Linked DNA regions of Mus musculus: all the other regions are linked to region 4. A link is a contact called in public HiChIP or PLAC-seq and promoter capture Hi-C data. All regions are on one chromosome and are shown on one strand. The core of a region is the stretch at or near the end of the contact, and the rest is flanking DNA. Distances in the headings are between cores, read along the strand shown.

Region 1 (2,700 bases), core at 134-2,633, 2.8 Mb before region 4:
CATGTCCTCATTATCTTCTGCCTGGCGGTACAGTACCATTGGCTCTCCACTACCACCTCTGCATATCCACCCACTCAACCTTACACTTAGGACATATTTTATAAACATCCCAAACTAACACTTTACTCAGGCACCATGTATGCATCTGGGACCAGATGAGCTTGAGAGGCAATGCAGCACACAGGAGCAGAATGGATGGCTTGTCTCCAGGATGCTGTGAAGAGGGAGGGTGCTAGATTCACCCTAGAAAGATCCAGGAGGGAAGCTCTTTCCTCCTCCAGCAAGACCTTTTGAACACACACAACCTTCTGAACCAGCCTAATGGATGACATCCAAGTTTCTTGGCCCTGACTGGCAAGGTCTGTTGTCACCACCTCAGACCCTTTCAGGTGCTAAGGAATGAACTGGAGGCTTTTATATGCTGGCAAGTGCTCTATCATGGAGCTACACCCAAAAACCCTTGGTATTTTGAGACAGGGTCTCACTATAGGCCTGGCTGGCCTAGAATTTGGACCAAGCTGGCTTTAAACTGGCAATAATTCTCCTGCCTCTACTTCCCAGGTACTGAAATTACAGGCCAGTGCCACCACTCGGGCTTCCAACACAGACCCTGTCATCTGTACAAGTCTATCATCATTTGTAAGAGCTACTTAAGGATTCACGTGTTTCTCTGATCTGTAGTGTGTCCCGTGTCTCAGAGACAGTATTAGCTACCTTGAGATATTGCATCTTAAGCTCATTAGAGCGATCTCTCAGCAGAAGACCTGGGTTTAATTCTCAACATGGCTGCTCACGACCGCCCGTAATTCTAGTCCCAAGGGCTCTGACCCTCTCTTCCAGCCTCCACAGACACTGTACTCATGTGGTGTACAAATATACACGCAGGCAAACACACCCATACACATAAAATAAAATTAAAGGTTTGTTTTTTAAAAAAGTAATTACTTTCCCTGGGGTCTTTCTACAGGGCAAACTAGCAAAGGGGCAGAGGGAGGATGACGAGAAAGTGGGTGAGAACGCGGACAAAAAGTAGAGGACGAGCGGGGAAGGACAGATGGTATTAGGAAAAGTGGCAGGGTAAAGGGCTGGGGTGGAGGGCTGTTTGAAAAACTACCTACCTCTCTGCTTGGGCTTGGTGATCCCAAGTCCTTAGGTCAGGATCTTTACCTGGGTTGGAGGGGGAAGTATTGATTCTGACCTACGGAATGGTTTTGCTGTTGATGAGCCAGGCTGTAGGTGCTAACTGAGAGGCCTTGTTAAGTTTGTTTGGGAAGGCGTAGGCACCTGCAGACCTTAGCAAAGGGACTCTGGCCCCAGTTGATAAAGGCAGTAAAGGGAAGGAAGAAGAGAGGTCCAGGGCCAATGAAGGATGCGCTCTAGAACCCAGGACAGGCTTCGATCCCCAGGGCAACAGAAATGCCAAGTAGTCTCCAGGGCAACAGAAGTCTTCTCGTCATCTCCGGGCGTGGGTGAGGTTTCCTGAGAGGGCTGCTTTGGATCTAGTTGGGATCAGAGTTGAGTGAGTCTCTCTGTAGGCTGTGCAGACCTAGGAATGGGAGGAACACGGCCCGAGAGGAGCCTGGTTTTGTGAATTTCTGGAAGGTTTCTGTACAGTATGTGAGCCGCGTTCACTGGGAGATGTGGACCTGAGAGGTGACCCAGGGCCGGGCGGTGAGGCTTGAGACAGAGGCTCTAAGGTAGGCAGCGCAGCAGGCTTCAGTTAGAGGCCAATAGAATTGGGTAGGGGCGGGCTTTGCTGAGAGCGGCCAATCGCATGGGGCGCGGGGCGGAGCGTCAGGCGAGCGTCACGCCGCGGCCGCCGCGGGGCCTGGTTAACGCCGGTTCAGCGCAGCCCGGAGTCGCCCAGGCCTGAACTCCTCCCCAGGTCCCGGCCCCGGCCCCGGCCCCGGCCCCAGCCCCGAGCCCGCGAGGACGCCAGAGGCCACCCCCCGGGGGTGGGGAGCGGAGCCGCGGGTCAGCTCTACGAGCGTCCCGTGCTGGCCTGGCCGGCCCCGCCCCCGCCCCGGGCCATGGCCCAGCCCTTGTCCCGGCCCCTCATCCTATCCCAATTTCAGCCTTGGCCTCCGGCCACGCCCTCGCCCCGCTTCCCAAACCTGTCCAGGCCCCGGCCGGTGTCCCAGCGAATGTCCAGGTCCAGGTCCCCGCTTCAACCCCGGTCCCTGCCCCCAGCCTGGCCGCTATCTCCGCCTCGGCCCTTGTTCCACCCCTTGTCACAATTCCCAGCCCAGCATCTGACCCTGTCCCATTCCCCGCGTTTGCTTAAGCCCCTGGCCCAGCCACAGCCCTTGCTTCAATCTCCATCACACCCACTCCTTCCATCACACCTTCTGCCCTTGTTTGAGCCCCGGTGCTCAGTTCAGCGCCACCCAAAAAAAGCCCAGTCTTTGCCCCCATCTCTATGTTTGCCCAAGTCTCTTCCACTGGGTCCCCGCCTCTCTCATACTCTACCCCTCTCCCAGCCTCGACTCAGGTCTGGGCTCCAGCTGCCACCAGCCCTATTGCTGCTGTTGCTGTTTTCTGTCCTTGGTCCAGGGGCTGGTGAGTGGAGAAGCGGAAAGGATTGAGACCGGATGGGGTTCCAGGGAGGGATAGCTTGGAAAGAGTCGGGAGAGGTGGGACTTGGTGAGCTCGGTCACTGGGGGAAGAAATGTGTGTGTGTTGGAGGGGAAGAGCAAGAAG
Region 2 (2,839 bases), core at 4-2,503, 2.9 Mb before region 4:
TACAATGAACTTTAATTGCTGAGGCCTGTTAGGCTTAGTCAGTCCATAAGCTCCCACCAAGTGTGGCTCAGGAAGACAAAAGGACAAGGCCCTGGGAACAGATGGCTGATGGATCCAATAGGCATAAGAGCAGAACGACCGTGGAGACAGAAACAGAGTGGAGAGTTGAGTCCCCAGGAAGAGGAGGACTCGTGGACTCCATAAAGATCCGAGAAGAATGGAGTCCTTTGGTGCCATGAGGGTCTGACTTCCTCCTGCCTGAGGAAAAGCACTCTGGCGTTGAGGAGATGGGTAGAGTTTTCCCTACCCAGGAATAAATGGATACCCAGTGATTGGGGATTTCTGACAGTTTCCTGGAGACTGGAGCATCTGCGGAAATCTGATTGAGTGAATGGACTCTAAGAAAAGTGGGGTGTCAAGGGAAGAAGGCAGGCATGAGTGAGATGGGAGCAGTCCTGTGCACAAGGGGCTTGGGGGAAGCAGAGGAAGGCCCTTACAGTATGGGGACGCCCATGAACCTCGCTGGCCTAGAGGCCCGGGGTGCTGAGCCCCTGGGGCGCTCACCGGGTGGTTTGGGGACTGGGAGGTCCCTGGGCGCCAGGCAGGGGTGGGGGTGGCAGCAGCAGCCGGAGGGTGGGGCCGGGCGGGGAGGGGAGGGGGAGGGGCGGGGTCGGGCGGCCTGCCGGGGAAGTCACACTCGGCCGCCGCCGCGGGCGCAGCGAGCGGAGACGCGCCGGGCCGAGGCGACCTGACCTGGACGAGCGAGCGGCGCGCGCGGGGGCCCAGGCGGGGGGCGGGAGGCAGCGGCGGGCAGCGCAGGCCGCCGGGCCCGGGAGAAGCGGAGCGGAGAGGAGCGGGGGACACGGGCGGGGCCGCCGCAGCTCCGGATGGGACCAGCGCCCGGGCCCGTTAGTCCAGGCAGGAGCTTCGGGAGAAGCCGTCACTGGGAGAGTCACCCCTGCCTTTCCCTCCCCTCTGGCCCAGGCCTCGCTTCGCTCCCTGCCTGCCCATGTCCCAGTCCTTCCGCGGCGGGCGCCCTCCCACCTCAGCCCGGGGCTCTGGCTTCTCGCAGCTCTTTGCTCTCCCGGCCCGATCAGCTGTGAGGTGTCCCCGGGCCGTTTCTTTGTGCCAGCCTCCCCCAAGTCCCTACCCCATCCCAGGCTCAGATTCCTCCCTTCTCGGCTTGGAATTGTCAGGCTACTTCACCTCTCACTGTCCTCATCCCGGTCGCAGGCCCCCTTGGTCTCTTCTTCCTTCTGCCACCCTATCCTTAGTCCCTGGACCTGGCTGTGGGCTGGTAGCCCACTCCTTCCCGACCCAGGTTTCCCCCCATCCTCTTCTTGCGTGGTCCCCAGCACTTTCTGTATCCGGGCCGACTAAGCTTGCCCCCACTTCTCTTCCTGGCCCTCTTCCCCAGGCTCCAGGCTGGGTGGCGCTTGTGCCTGCCCAGTAGGCCAGAGCGGCCCCTGGTTCGGGGGACCGTGGGTCAGCTGCTCTATCCCCATGGCACTGCCATCCCTGCTGCTGGTGGTGGCAGCCCTGGCAGGTGGGGTGCGTCCTCCGGGGGCACGGAACCTGACGCTGGCGGTGGTGCTGCCAGAACACAACCTGAGCTATGCCTGGGCCTGGCCACGGGTGGGTCCTGCTGTGGCACTGGCTGTGGAGGCACTGGGCCGGGCACTGCCCGTGGACCTGCGGTTTGTCAGCTCCGAACTAGACGGCGCCTGCTCTGAGTACCTGGCACCACTGCGCGCTGTGGACCTCAAGCTGTACCATGACCCCGACCTTCTGTTGGGCCCCGGTTGTGTGTACCCCGCTGCCTCTGTGGCTCGCTTTGCCTCACACTGGCGCCTTCCCCTCCTGACTGCGGGGGCAGTGGCCTCTGGCTTTGCAGCTAAGAATGAGCATTATCGTACCCTGGTTCGCACTGGCCCCTCTGCGCCCAAGCTGGGTGAGTTTGTAGTGACATTGCACGGGCACTTCAATTGGACAGCTCGGGCTGCTTTGCTGTATCTGGATGCTCGCACAGATGACCGGCCCCACTACTTCACCATCGAGGGCGTCTTTGAGGCCCTGCAGGGCAGCAACCTCAGTGTGCAGCACCAGGTGTATGCCCGAGAGCCAGGTGGCCCTGAGCAAGCCACCCACTTCATCAGAGCCAACGGGCGCAGTAAGTGTGGCCCGGGCTGTTTTAGAAACAGGGGAGGTGGGCCGCTATGTCCCTGGAGCAGTGCAACACAGAGAAATAGGCAGAGATAGGAAGGGGAGAGTTCTATGTGATGGTTGGGATGGAGGAACTTTTGAGGACAGAGCTCCTGAGAGAACCTGGCATCAGTCAGAGGTCAGCAAGGCTGAGCCTGGGGCTGGGGTTTGAGTAGTGGATGTGGGTGATGTCTGATCTGAAATGTGCACCTGTCTGTGAGCAGAGACCCCTTAGATTGGAACACAAAGCCTCTTGGTAGCATAGAGATGACTCTATGGGTTCAGGTTTGATTGGGAAAGCAGGTAAGGCTCACACAAAAATTGTGAGCACAAGTGCTTGTGAGCCTAGGGAGAGGTAGGCAGGAGGGGACGTGGGGGCTGTGAAGTCTAGCAAACACAGCTTTGGGGGAAGGAGGGGCTTGGGTCATCACGCCAGTCTCTGGGGTCTGGAGTTGGGCTCTGACTTGGACCAGATGGTCCATGTGGCCCCAGGGCACTTGCGACATGAGCTCTAAGGGGAGGGATGGGAACATCTGTTGGGTGGTCGATGGGTAGGGCACTCTCTTGTAATGGGATGACTCAGAGAGGAGGGGGGACCTGGATGCTGTCTCAGGGTGCCCTTCTGTCCTGTGCACTC
Region 3 (2,700 bases), core at 31-2,530, 2.3 Mb before region 4:
CAAGAAGTCTCTGAGAAGAGTACTAATTTCCACATACAACAGAAAGTAAGAGGATACTCACAAGCTTGTTTAAGCCTTCCTAGAAACAAGCTAGAATGTATCTGTGACTTTCAGCCCTGTGTAGGGAAAGGGTAAACATATAAGAACCTGGAAGAAAGCTTTGAAGTGAGCATCCTCTTGAATGGTAGTGTTCTGATCACTTGGGAGAAGAGGGAACAGGCTCTGAAGTCTCACCCTTTCACAAATCACCTTGTTAGGATGGCCAGGTAGAGGTGCTGAATTGGCCCCGGGAGATATCTGGGAAAAAGAGGGAGAAGAAAAGGATAGTTCATGCTGGCCATACTGACATGGAGAACAAGCCTATGAAGGAGAGCTGAGGTTTCGAGTGTGATAGTTCTGTCAGCAGACGGGGCAGGGCAAGAGGAACTTTAAACACAAAATACAGGCTGCACGAACGGTCTCTAGCAATGGAGCTTCTCATACAAAAAGGTTTGAGATAAAAAATATCACAGCTTGGGGAGCTCAAGTCCCTGTTCCCCAAATACCTAGGAATAGTAACCTCTAAAGACCAGACTTCAGGCTAAGACCTGAGGTAAAACACTTAAGTGGAGTGATGAATGTTTACCTACACTGTATTTTTTTCTCAATGTACTTTTAGTGACCTTGGTGAAAAAAGACTTGACAATACTTATGGTAAAAGTTCTATACTATCAGCTGAAAGACTGTGTGTACTTCATGTACAAATGTTACGTTTAACTGAGGATGGCCTGTCCAGTCTATCCAATAAACTTTAGCTACATCTATTCAGTACTAGGGAGGCTGAGGCAAGAACATCCCAAGTTCTAAGCTAACCTGGGCTAGAAATCATGATCTTGTCTCAAGATTTAAAAAAAAAAAAAAAAAAAAGAAAAGCAAATGAAAATCCTCAAACAGTAACAAAAGGCCAAATAAAGGAAACAACACAAAACTAAAGGCTCTGCTAAGGAAATGAAGACAAACTCCTAAGTCTGAAAGTAAACAACTGTAACGTAAAAATCTGGACTGTAGTTTAAATCTCCTTACATTTGTGTAAGTCTGTAGCAATTTAAAACCATGAACAACACTCTTCACTATGTTGTGACAGTGAAATTTTCCTTGGGGACTCCAAGTTTAAAGACTTGTTTATGCTCACACATACAAAAAAAATAAGATAAAATAAAACGTGCTTAACACCGTGTGCTTTTACAGTTTTTTCCCTCAGTCTTAGATCTAAGGGTCTCCTTGGTAACAGGCACTAAACAAAAAAAGGGCGTGGTTTCCTACCTTCTAACAGGCATATGCTAGCAAAAAAAGGAGGGGAAGGTGGAAAGGAAAGAAAAAGAACCAAATCAATCGCTGTTAAGTAAGTTTCTGATGACACTGACACGGAGTGCTCTGCTCTGAGAGCCGGACGGGAGCAGGAGAGTAAGAAAACACAGCTCGGGGCTGGTGAGATGGCTCAGTGGGTAAGAGCACCCGACTGCTCTTCCGAAGGTCCAGAGTTCAAATCTCAGCAACCACGTGGTGGCTCACAACCATCCATAACAAGATCTGACTCCCTCTTCTGGTGTGTCTGAAGACAGCTACGGTGTACTTACATATAATAATAAATAAATCTTAAAAAAAAAAAAAGAAAACACAGCTCTCAGAATGGCAGATAGTAAAAGAGATGCTAGAGAGGAATTTAAGGACATCATAAAGTGAATGCTGTAGTACTGCCATGCTTTGATCATCTCTGACCCATCTGTAACTTTGTTGTCAATGTGGCATAAACCTCATAAACATGGTAAGAACAAAAATACTGCCAAAGACCTACTACCACCCCTCAGAGGTTAATAAAGAGGAATATTTGTTAGTTTACTACACAGTATATTTTGGATATAAACTATAGTTTATCTCTGTATTGCAAACATAATGTGCACTCTTTACACTTATGAGTATGTGAAGAACAGTGAAGAATATTTACTGTTTTCTAAAAGCTAAGAGATATATACATGTTAAGGAACTAAGCTATAAGGATTAAAAAATAAAAATCCCAAAGACCTTATTTTAATTAAAAAGCGACGGTCAACAAGATGGCTCAGTAGGTAAAAGGGCTTGCCACCAACTCTGATGGCCTGGATTAGATTCCTGAAACCCACATAGTGGGTAGAGAAAGAGAATTTACTCCCCAAAGTTTGTCTTATGACCTCCACATGTCATGGTTTAAATGTGTGCCACCCTATTAAATAAGCGTGAAAAGGGGAGGACAGAATGGATGCAAGCAACCAACAGTATGATATTCACGCACTATAAAGCAGGAAATACTGGAACATAACTGAATTAATAAGAAAATAAAAGGTAGATTTGATTCCCAGCACAGCACAGCCGTGCAAGTGGCTTGTGCCTCTGACCAGAGCCCTCCTAAGCAGAGGACTGCTAAGAACTCTAGGCCAGCCTCACATAGTAAGTCCTTTCTCAAAACAATAAAACCAACCCAAAAGAGATAAGACGTATATTTGCCATTCTTGATCTTCATTCAGCAAGGAATGTCACAAAAACCTCTCTCCAAATGAGCTGTTCCTTCTTCTAATTAGTACTCTACCTGCAATTCTCTTGGGCGGTTTTTTATGTTCACATAAGTGAAACCTGTAGTGATTTTCACTTTTTAAAGTAAATGGATTCTTTGTATCGTGCACCACA
Region 4 (2,700 bases), core at 10-2,509:
GACTTTGGCCAAATTAGTGAAACTCCCTGAGGCTAATGCCTCTCATATAGTAGAAACAGCTATGGCTGTCTAAAATGTACTGCACTGTGGACTGGAGGCATGCATGGTTCAGCGATAAGGCTCATTGGCTGCTCTTCCAGAGGACCTGGGCTCAGTTCTCAGCATCCACTTGGTGGCTCACAATCGTCTGTACTCCAATTCCAGGGACTATGATTCCCTCTTCTCAGTTCTTCAGGTACCAGGCACACATGTGGTGCACAAAACAAACCATATACATAAAAACAAATTAAACAAATTAAATACCATACCAATTTTTGCAATCAAAGATTTCTTTTTTTGTTGTTTTTGCTTTTGTTTTTTTCGAGACAGGGTTTCTCTGTATAGCCCTGGCTGTCCTGGAACTCACTTTGTAGACCAGGCTGGCCTCGAACTCAGAAATCTGCCTGCCTCTGCCTCTCGAGTGCTGGGATTAAAGGCGTGTGCCACTATGCCCGGCTTCAAAGATTTCTATATACTGTCTTACAATTCTATATGATACTTCTGTTTCAGGGAAGAATGTAAACAATGCTTGAGAAGACCAGAGAGTCATAACTGTCTTAATGTTAGCCACAAATACCATTTTAGTGCTTCTCAAGTTGCATCTCACAAGGTTACTAAGATTCCCCACCACCACCCATTTCCTTCACTCTCTTGGAAAGTGAGGTGGCTCCAGAGATGCCTTGGATGGGGTATAACCTGATATGGCAAAACCAGGAGCCACTAGGGTTTCCTGAGGCATTTGGTGTCTGCCCTTTCCCTCTAACGTGATTTTTCATGAGATTTCTAGAAAACTGCAGACTACAGTTAGTTGTTAGCGGCTGCGTGGAAATTCCTGTTAGTCTGTTGACAAAAGACATCACGCAGATTCTTGGGTGAGCGCTCCTCTCTGTCTTATGCTCGCAAGATTTCCTCGTCTTTCTGTTCTGTCTCAGAATCCGCAACCATGGGATTCGAACTCTAGAACACCTACTTTCCTGACTGCTTCATGGGCTGCACTCTCTCCTTGTTCTTCTATCTAGCCATAAAGTAGACCAAATTGTGTCTAGAGGCGTAGGCAGCGCTGGAGGGGCGGGGCTTGCTTTTCTCCCCGCTCTCTGCAGAGGTAAGGCTCCGATTGGCTGTCGAGCGAGACGGGGCCCGCGGATTGGCTGCGCGACAGCCGCCGGCTGACGTGGCGGGGCTGAGACCTGCGGGCCTGCGCGGCGGGTGCGGAAACGCCCGGGGCAGCAAGCAGGCGCGGGTAATGCACCATGCCGCTGGAACTGGAGCTGTGTCCCGGGCGCTGGGTGGGTGGAAAGCACCCGTGCTTCATCATCGCGGAGATCGGCCAGAACCACCAAGGAGACATAGATGTGGCCAAGCGCATGATCCGCACTGCCAAGGTGAGGGGCGGGGCCCGTGGAGGAGTAAGTAGCGGAGGAGCCCAGGAAGGTTGACGGAGGAGTTTGCAGGGAACCCGGGCGGGGGGCAGGCTAACGGAGGGGCCCGGGAGAATTCACGGAGGGGCTTGGGAGAGCGCGGCCGCGATTGCCTTCTGGTCCTGTGCTCCGCGTCTCTCTTGCCTCGGCTCCCCAACTCCGTCTAACAGCTGCTCTTGCTCGCCCTCCCAACCGATCTTCTTTCTGTTTAGATCAGCTCCTACCCTTGCCTGGCCTGCTCCGTGGCTTCCTACCTAACCAGAATCTTAGGGACCCAGCCCCTTCCTGCTTGTCATATGCCACCCCAGAGATCCTCCCGTGTGATATTTGTCTACAGTCCTTGGAAGTTGGTGTGGTTTTTCTCAGTCCCAGTGTTTGGATTACTAACCGGTAAAAAGTGCAGATCGGGTTAGGGACTAAGCTGCCTGATTTGAAAACCCGGCTTCATGGAGCTGGGATGAGCATCCGTGAAGGGAAGGAGTGAAAAGCACAATAATTAGTCCAGGGCTCCTTGGGTGACCACTAACTACAGCTGCTGAGATGCTTGTGACTACACGCCCACCCACTTCTCTTAGTAAGTTTCCACACGTTCAGTCCGAACGACAGGGATGGCTTCTCCAGCTACAGCCCGCAGCCCTAGGTCTCACGGTGTTTTGCTTCTAGTCCTTTTAAAACAGGGACTTACTCTAACCTGGGCTAGACTGGGAGTCATCATGTATCCCAGGCTATCCCTCAGATATTTTGCTTCAGGCTTCCAAGTACTGGGATTACAGGTGCTAGCCTTCACTCAGGACTTGTCATACTTTCTTTTAATCCTTTCTTTGTTTTGAATGAATCTTTGAAGAGAAACCGTCCTGTTCGTCATTGTGACCCTAACCCTCAGCTTTCATAAAGTCTACCCTGTGATTTCTTTTTTCTTTTTTCTTTTTTTGGTTTGTTATCTTTTTAATTGATTGTTATTATTGTTTTTGGAGACAAGAGTCTCACTCTGTAATGTAGATTGGCTTGGAATTTACTCTGTAGACTAGGCTAGGCTCTCAAGCTTGGACCCGTTTTCCTGTCATAGTCTCCCAAGTGTCGAGAGTGTAGGCATGGGTCATTACATTCAGCAGTTCCTGGGGCTGGAAAGATGGCTCAGTGGTTAAGAGCATTGGCTTCTTTTCCAAAGGACCTGAGTTCAGTTCCCAGCACCCACATGGCTGCTCACAGCTATTTCTAACCCCATCGAGTGTCAAGATAGCAC

What was found. Promoter capture Hi-C pulls out the DNA fragments that hold promoters and counts their contacts. HiChIP or PLAC-seq counts read pairs in DNA pulled down with a chosen protein or histone mark.
Region 1: a promoter capture Hi-C map of pre-B cells shows a contact between it and region 4, with 2.1 times the contacts expected there. The contact joins the promoter of Fam221b here to the promoter of Nans in region 4. A contact is called at or near these places in 1 of 39 promoter capture datasets (pre-B cells) and 2 of 115 datasets of contacts at active chromatin or transcription factors (astrocytes and embryonic forebrain).
Region 2: a contact with region 4 is called in a promoter capture Hi-C map of liver, with 2.4 times the contacts expected there. The contact joins the promoter of Npr2 here to the promoter of Nans in region 4. A contact is called at or near these places in 2 of 39 promoter capture datasets (liver and pre-B cells).
Region 3: a contact with region 4 is called in an H3K27ac HiChIP or PLAC-seq map of thymic regulatory T cells, with 6 times the contacts expected there. The contact joins the enhancer-like site here to the promoter of Nans in region 4. A contact is called at or near these places in 3 of 39 promoter capture datasets (hippocampal neurons, liver and pre-B cells) and 1 of 115 datasets of contacts at active chromatin or transcription factors (thymic regulatory T cells).

Annotation. Positions count from the first base shown.
Region 1 is chr4:43,667,476-43,670,175 of GRCm38.p6, forward strand. Fam221b (family with sequence similarity 221, member B) reads right to left here and starts at 1,384. Exons shown (of 7, transcript NM_175517.3): 1 at 1,119-1,384. Tmem8b (transmembrane protein 8B) reads left to right here and starts at 1,832. Exons shown (of 13, transcript NM_001368840.1): 1 at 1,832-2,559. The coding sequence starts at 2,031.
Region 2 is chr4:43,630,682-43,633,520 of GRCm38.p6, forward strand. Npr2 (natriuretic peptide receptor 2) reads left to right here and starts at 1,254. Exons shown (of 22, transcript NM_173788.4): 1 at 1,254-2,170. The coding sequence starts at 1,504.
Region 3 is chr4:44,158,756-44,161,455 of GRCm38.p6, forward strand. All of the region lies in intron 2 of Rnf38 (ring finger protein 38), which reads right to left. Among named protein-coding and RNA genes, the nearest start is that of Mir5106, 61 kb to the right of the region's middle. Within about 2 kb of position 1,281, at least 26 of the 459 cell types and tissues checked have an H3K27ac peak or open chromatin away from gene starts, as enhancers often do. A contact at or near this core is called in thymic regulatory T cells, where this site is marked.
Region 4 is chr4:46,488,070-46,490,769 of GRCm38.p6, forward strand. It overlaps Nans (N-acetylneuraminic acid synthase (sialic acid synthase)), which reads left to right and starts at 1,260. Exons shown (of 6, transcript NM_053179.3): 1 at 1,260-1,421. The coding sequence starts at 1,290.